Regions from separate parts of the Mus musculus genome. Here region 1 is linked to region 2. The links are chromatin contacts, called in public Hi-C maps. All regions are on one chromosome and are shown on one strand. Each heading gives the region's core, a stretch centred on a gene start, on an enhancer-like site or on the middle of the called end of the contact. The rest is flanking DNA. Distances are from core to core; before and after follow the strand shown.

What was found. A called contact is a pair of places that touch in the nucleus more often than the background predicts.
Region 1: a Hi-C map of cerebellar granule neurons shows a contact between it and region 2, with 2.4 times the contacts expected there. The contact joins two enhancer-like sites. A contact is called at or near these places in 5 of 484 Hi-C or Micro-C datasets (the N1E-115 cell line, cerebellar granule neurons, cerebellum and 2 more) and 1 of 115 datasets of contacts at active chromatin or transcription factors (embryonic stem cells).

What each region holds. Positions count from the first base shown.
Region 1 is chr16:6,425,675-6,429,043 of GRCm38.p6, reverse strand. It overlaps a transcript of Rbfox1 not described here. Among named protein-coding and RNA genes, the nearest start is that of Gm36824, 320 kb to the right of the region's middle. Within about 2 kb of position 1,538, at least 4 of the 459 cell types and tissues checked have an H3K27ac peak or open chromatin away from gene starts, as enhancers often do. A contact at or near this core is called in cerebellar granule neurons and cerebellum, where this site is marked.
Region 2 is chr16:5,910,546-5,913,886 of GRCm38.p6, reverse strand. It overlaps a transcript of Rbfox1 not described here. Among named protein-coding and RNA genes, the nearest start is that of Gm52234, 34 kb to the left of the region's middle. Within about 2 kb of position 1,741, at least 46 of the 459 cell types and tissues checked have an H3K27ac peak or open chromatin away from gene starts, as enhancers often do. A contact at or near this core is called in cerebellar granule neurons and cerebellum, where this site is marked.

The DNA of each region.
Region 1 (3,369 bases), core at 289-2,788, 520 kb before region 2:
TTGAGTAGGTTAAGGATGAGGGTTCCCAGAGAAGAATAACTACCCAAGCTTTGTCATATCCCCTTTCCAAATCCCTGTGTTCTAGTAAGATTTCTATTGCTAGAAACACAATCTCCAATCAAAAGCAAGTAGGGGATGGAAGGGCCTACTTGCCTCACACTTCCAGGATGCAGTACACTGGGGAAGTCCAGGTAGGGACCATGGAGGAACAGTCTGTGGGCTCATACCCTGGCCTATTCTTAGCTAAATCCCTTATACATCCCAGGACTACCTTACCAGAAAATGAATGGTGCTACTCAGACCAACATCAATTAATAATCAAGACAGCACCTCCGGACATGCTCACAGGACAATCTTATTTGGGCAGTCCCTCAACTGAAACTCCCTTCTCAGGTGTCTTTGGGGTGTGACAATTAAAACTTAGTCAGAAACCACTCCAGCAATTTGTTCATTCCTTCTCTTACAATCTGAAGGGAAAGACTCAATAAAAGGAAGGAACACATTTACAGCATTGCTCAGTATAGAAACCCATGTGAGTACTGATCCTGCTAGATCAAGGTCACCTCATTGAGGTTCTTGGAAACCATGGCTCTCAGAGTTGTCCCCACTCTCCAATGTGGCGTTTGCAGTAGTCGCATCTACCTTCCTCTCCAGTTTTTGGTTCCCCTTGGAAGAACAGCTCATATCATTAAGAGGAAGAGGCTCTGACAATTTCCAAAGAAGCCTTTGGGGAATAGACCCCTTTTGTTTGTAGTTATCAAAACAAATTACGCGCTACATGCCTGAAAGGATGTTGACTTCAAGATGTCTTCCCTGGGGACCCTCAAAGTCGCAAATGTGAATTCTAAACCTTTGTCTTATAAAGGCCAATCTGAAATGTGCGCTGATCTGAATAGGGCTTGCTCCTTAGTGATCAGGGAGGACTCTATATTTGGAACACAATAACACCATTTAGAAAGCAGGGCGCTCTGGGTCCCTGATTAATGAACTGAAGCGCATCTCTACAATCCAGGGCCCTGCAGCTTGGAGTCAAAGCCATGCACAATACTTCCTTCTCCCCACCCGACCCCTCCCGGACCTAGCCGCAAAAGATGGTATTTCAAAGTCAGTTCAGTCTATAGAAGTAAAATAGTTATAATAATTGAGGAAAAATATTAGTGATTTCCATGCTTAAACAAATGGCACATGGCACATAAATTGCACCATCTGCTATGACTTTCCCCGAGTAGGAAGCTGGCAAATATTGTATAATCATCTACATATGACAGATAATTTCCAGCCAAGTCTAAATAAAAAAGTGCTTTGTCTTCAGGCATCATTTTAAAAAGCCAGAGACATAAGGTAAACAATCAAATGTTATCTCACTGTTTACTTTCCCCATCAAACACACACAAAACTGGTTTATGGACATGTATATATTACTATACATAGATAAAGACTTGATGATATTTTAAAAATTTTTTCTTTATGTGTGTGTGGGCACATACTTGCAAATGGATATGCTTGCAGGTGCCCTTGCCAACCAGAAGAGGATGTCAGGTCCTCTGGAGCTAGAGTTGCAAGTAGTTGTGAGCTGACCAATGAAGATGCTGGGAAGCAACTTGGGAACTCCAGAAGAGAAGAAAGCACTCTGAACCGATAAGCCGTCTCTCCAGCTCCAGACACAGCATACTAAATTTATGCTTAGGAAGCACATATGAGCACAAGCTTAGTCTATCATGCTTTAGTTTCTTCCTCCATTTTCTTCTCTCTCTTTTTTTTTTTTTTTTGAAAACTCAATTCAATGAATCCATTCATTTGTCTGCATGTCGGAAAGAGGATCATACTAGGTAGAGAAAGCTGCCCTTGATCCCCTGGTTGCCCCTCATGTATGCAAAGATTACATATCTACCCACCCACACTAGTTATAAATATCTGGACTCTGTATAATAACACCCTATTTAATGTACTTTTTGCTTACATTTATTTGTTTACTTGTGGTTGGGGAGGACATGTTCCAGCATGTATGTAGAGGTCAGAGAACACTTGTGAGGGTCAATTCTGCTCAGGTCATCAACACTAGTGGCAAGGACCATTATTTACTGAACCTTCTTACCTCTGCTCCACTGAATTTATATTTTAACCTGTACGCAGAAAGGCTTTCTGTTCAATTCTTGTTGGCTCACAGTACCATGAGAATTAAAGCAATAAAAATATTCAATATTAGGGAATAAATGTATGTTTCGGTGGAGGAGGTATGAGGCACCATGGGGATAATTTGCACAAACTGAAAAAAATAAATCCACTGTCAATGAAATCGTGTCCTTGCAGAACTCTTGAAGTTCCCTAATATAGAACAGAATTAGTGTAGTCAGATTTCATTTAAGCACAAGGCTTGGCCGTCCATTATTTAAACAGCACTGTCAGTCATGAAAGAATACTTCAAGCACATGACAACACAATTCTTCCCACACTGAAGGTTGCCCTCTAAATCAGAAGAGAACGTAAGGGCTTCCTAAGGACTCCTTCTCAAACAAATTACAGTCTGGCCGCACCAAAATGAATTTTATTATTGAGGACAAGTGAATTGTACAGTACTTATAGCAAACACATTAGAGGATTAAAATTGATTGAAGGAGATTGGATTTGAAAAGATATAAATAGGGAAGACATGAAAAATCTGCTCAAAGTGAACTTATCAAAACAGCAGTGGAATTCAGGCATCAGCCATTTGCCTCTGGAAGTCGCTTCCTGGTTGTCTATAGAGAGCGTAATGGAAAGGCTGCAGGGTGGTGGCACTATGTGATAATACACTATGGATGCAAGATAAGTGCTCACAGGGGTACACACTAATGTAGAAAGACTACATCATGGTAGTAGTACTGTGAGGATGGATTGTGGATGCGAGATGGAATGTACAAGCTCACACAAACAAGCCATGGAACCACAATGGCCAATTTTCCATCTTTCTGTGTATCAACCACTTGATGTGACTTCAAAAGAAGTTTCAAGTAATGGTAAATAGAATGTATATTCAGGGGTTTTCTGCCTTTTTCTGATTATCTGCAGGAATTTCACATTTCTTCAATGTGGATTGACTATGGGGTGATCATCATACAATGATTGACAATCCTTTGTACCCTGTGTTTAACATTCTTCTATTAGCTTGCCATAAGCACAGGTACTAGACCCTAGCAGCAACCCAATGTGCCATGCACTACCAGTAACACAAAAGTTCCCTTGTCTCCAGCACACAAGGACATCAAGAGACATAGAATTCAAATCTCAAGCTGCCCAGTTGAGGCAAGAGCTCATTTGCAAAATGCTTGTTTTACCAGCAACTGAGTAAGAGTTCAATCCCCAGAGCCCATGTAAGAAAAGCTAAATGTG
Region 2 (3,341 bases), core at 492-2,991:
TGGGGAAGCAAGGCATTGATTCTTGGAGAGAAATTTGCACTATCTAGAAGAAACTATTGCTACCTGTATCAGTAACTGCGCTGTGGCTGTGATAAAGTACTATGACCAGAAGCAACTTCAAGGAGAAAGAATATGCTTTGGTTTCAGGTTCTAAAGAGGAAGCCCATCATGTTTGGGAGGCATGGCAGCACTCGGCCCAAGTAGGAAGCCGGCTGATTGCATTGTATGCACATACAGGATGCAGAGAGGGCACGCAGGAAGTGGGGCAGGGTTATGAATCGCCAAGCCCCTACACAGTGAGGCTCTAACGCACAGTGTCTACAGCCTCCCTAAACCAAACAGCTGTGCTAACTGGGGACTGAGTGTTCACAGCTGAGCCCATGGGGGACATTTATCATTCCAGCCGTCACACTATCACTTTGACTTGACGTACATATATTTCTGTTTCCAAAAGTGCAAGGACCCTCCAAATGCACAAAGGCCCCATGCTCTCTGGGTTTGGGAGGGAAAATAAAGACCTGATCATTTAACATTCATAAGCATTGAGCAGTGGTTTAAAGGTGTAAGTCAGAGACGAAAAGAGCGGCATCTAAGCTCAGCTGCTCAGAGCCGCCTGGCTTCAGCCTGTGAGCTCTTCAGCCAGCTTCCTCAGATGTGACAGATAATGGCTCCTCCCTGGAGCCGTAAAAAGAGATTCAATCAAGTCAGGTACAGCAATGTCACCATAAAATGGGAGCATACATTAACAAAGCTGTATTTATATTAAGTTAAAACTAAAAATTCTGCAAAGAAATTTTCTGAAAGTCTTTTTCTGAAATTTTCTGAAAGTCACAAAGCCTGACATCATAGCTTCTAAGGGGGCTGAGGCAGGAGGATGGCAAGTATAAGACCTGGGCCATAGAGATGAGTTCAAGTCCAGCCTAAGCAACGTAGTGAGCTTAAAATAGAAAGTAAGAGAGCTGCTCTGTGGGGGAACAGCTCACCTGGTGTACACCCAGCACTGCTAAATGGTGAGGGGCTAGCCTCCATCACCCTGTCTGTGTTTGTCTGTGTGTCAATCTGTCTGTCTCTTCCTCCCTGCTTCCCAGGGATAGATGCTCGTCTTCCATCATGGGTTCTGTGGAATTGAACTCTGGCTTTCCCTTTGTGCTGCAAGCACCTCTCCCTCTAAACCATCCCTCCTGCCTTTCTACTGGTCTTGCGTGCCAATCCTTCCTCCTTTCTCCGGGTATCCATTCTTTTTCCTTAGCTCTCTATTATAAGTGAGCATTTGAGCATTTCCTCTATCATGTAACAAAATGGGTTCTCGGTGTAGCTGTCTGAGTTCCAATTCCAGATTCCAATCTTTTTCTGGCTGTGGAACCCCAGGGAAATTGTTTCATCTCCCCAGATATTTCTTTTTTTCATGAATCAAGTGGGCATAGCAAGAAACCCACCTCACCTCCCTGTTCTGCACTCTGGTAGGGTTAAGTGACTCTGTGCACATAAAAAGCAAACCCTTTAAAACAATACAGAATGCAGTGAATAGTCCACACAGCAAAGACCACAGTGCCCATGATGGCTTCTCAGTCAGCCCAGTCCCCTCCTCCCTAGAGACTGAGGAAGGTGACTTCCCTCACTCCAACCCATTCCATTTGGAATTTAACACTCCCATCTGTGAGGAAGCAGCCTGTAGCCCTCACTTCCTTTGCTGTCTCTGCTCCCCGCTGGCCCTGCCCTTGTTGCAGATGGAAGGCAGCCAGGCTCTGCATGCTCATCCCCCAAAGCCTGGAGTTTTCTAAAGCTCTGGTCATGTGGCATCTGGCCTCTTTCCTCAGGAACACAATTCAAAGGGGTAAGCCTTTCAGAGAAATCTCATCTCTCATCAGCTGCCAGGAACAACCACAGGGAGAGAATCTAAAAGCTGCACTCTCCCTCCGCTGCCACCCAGGCAAGGGAGCCTGCCTTTGAGACAGACATGGGGCAGGAGAGATGGCCATGTTGAGTGCTTGTGTAGGGTTAGATTGTGTGGGGTTAGAATAAGAAGGCTGTCCTGAGGAACACAGACACACAGACACACAGACACAGACACACACAGAGACACACAGACACACAGACACAGACACACACAGAGACACACAGACACACAGACACAGACACACACAGAGACACACAGACACACAGACACAGACACACACAGAGACACACAGACACACAGACACACACACACACACACACACACTCAAACACGTGCTCAGTTAATTATAAATAACACTATTGAGGGGCTGGGTTATTGCTATTCTTCCAGAGAACAAGGGTTCAATTCTCAGCACCCCCACAGTGGTTCACAACAATCTTTAATTCCAATTCCAGGATACCCTCTTTTGGTATAAGTGAGCACAAGGCACTCTAGTGGTGCCTACATGATGACATAGAAGCTGAGAAATACTTGTGTGTGTGTGTGTGTGTGTGTGTGTGTGTGTGTGTGTGTGTGTGTGTGTGTTATAAAAGAACAATTGAAGAGCTGGGAAGATGACTCAAGGTTAGGACCTGAGTTTGACTTCTAGGACCTAGATAAAAAGCTGGGTGTAGTGCTGTACATTTGCAATCCCAGCACTGGGGGTGGGAGGAGGTAGGTGGACCTTGGCTAGATAGCCTCACCTATTGGTAAACACTGGTCCCAACCAACATGCACGGCTCCTAATGAATTACACCTTCACATGAGTGCACACATGGTCATATGCACCTGCATGCACAAAATGTTTCTGCAGACACACACACACATACACACAAACTTAGCCTTCCTTTGTCTCTCAAGGTACATTAGCATCTACTGAATTTTCTCATTGGATTCTTCTCTAATTCCAACAGCAGGCATCCTTCGTTGGCAACCTTGCCCAGCATCGAGGAGAGTGCCAGCCCACACATGTCTCCCTTCCCCACATCCATTAACACTACTCACCATATACTTAGACATCTGGCCAATGAGGCAGCACGCTCATCCCCCACCCTCCATCATCAACTGGCAGAATATCTGTTTCCTCACAATTTGTCCGTCTAAGAGAGACACTGAGATAAAGCTGACATCATTTCAAATCACACTGACTCTGGCCAGATGTCCTATGTCTGCGAATAATATTTGCTAAAGTTTGCATTTGTTTTAATGCTGAAATTGCTGCAGAGGTTACTTTGAGTCTAAGATTTGGGGACCCAGGCCAGGAAAGGGCTAGAGGATGGGGAACAAAGAGAGCCTTCCTAACCTTGGGCCAGTCTTCCTTTAACGTTCTGAAGGTAGGAAAGTCCTCTCTTTCCAGCATTCTCTGTGCTCCCTTGCCTTGCAAACTGAGGCTAAGCCATGAGGA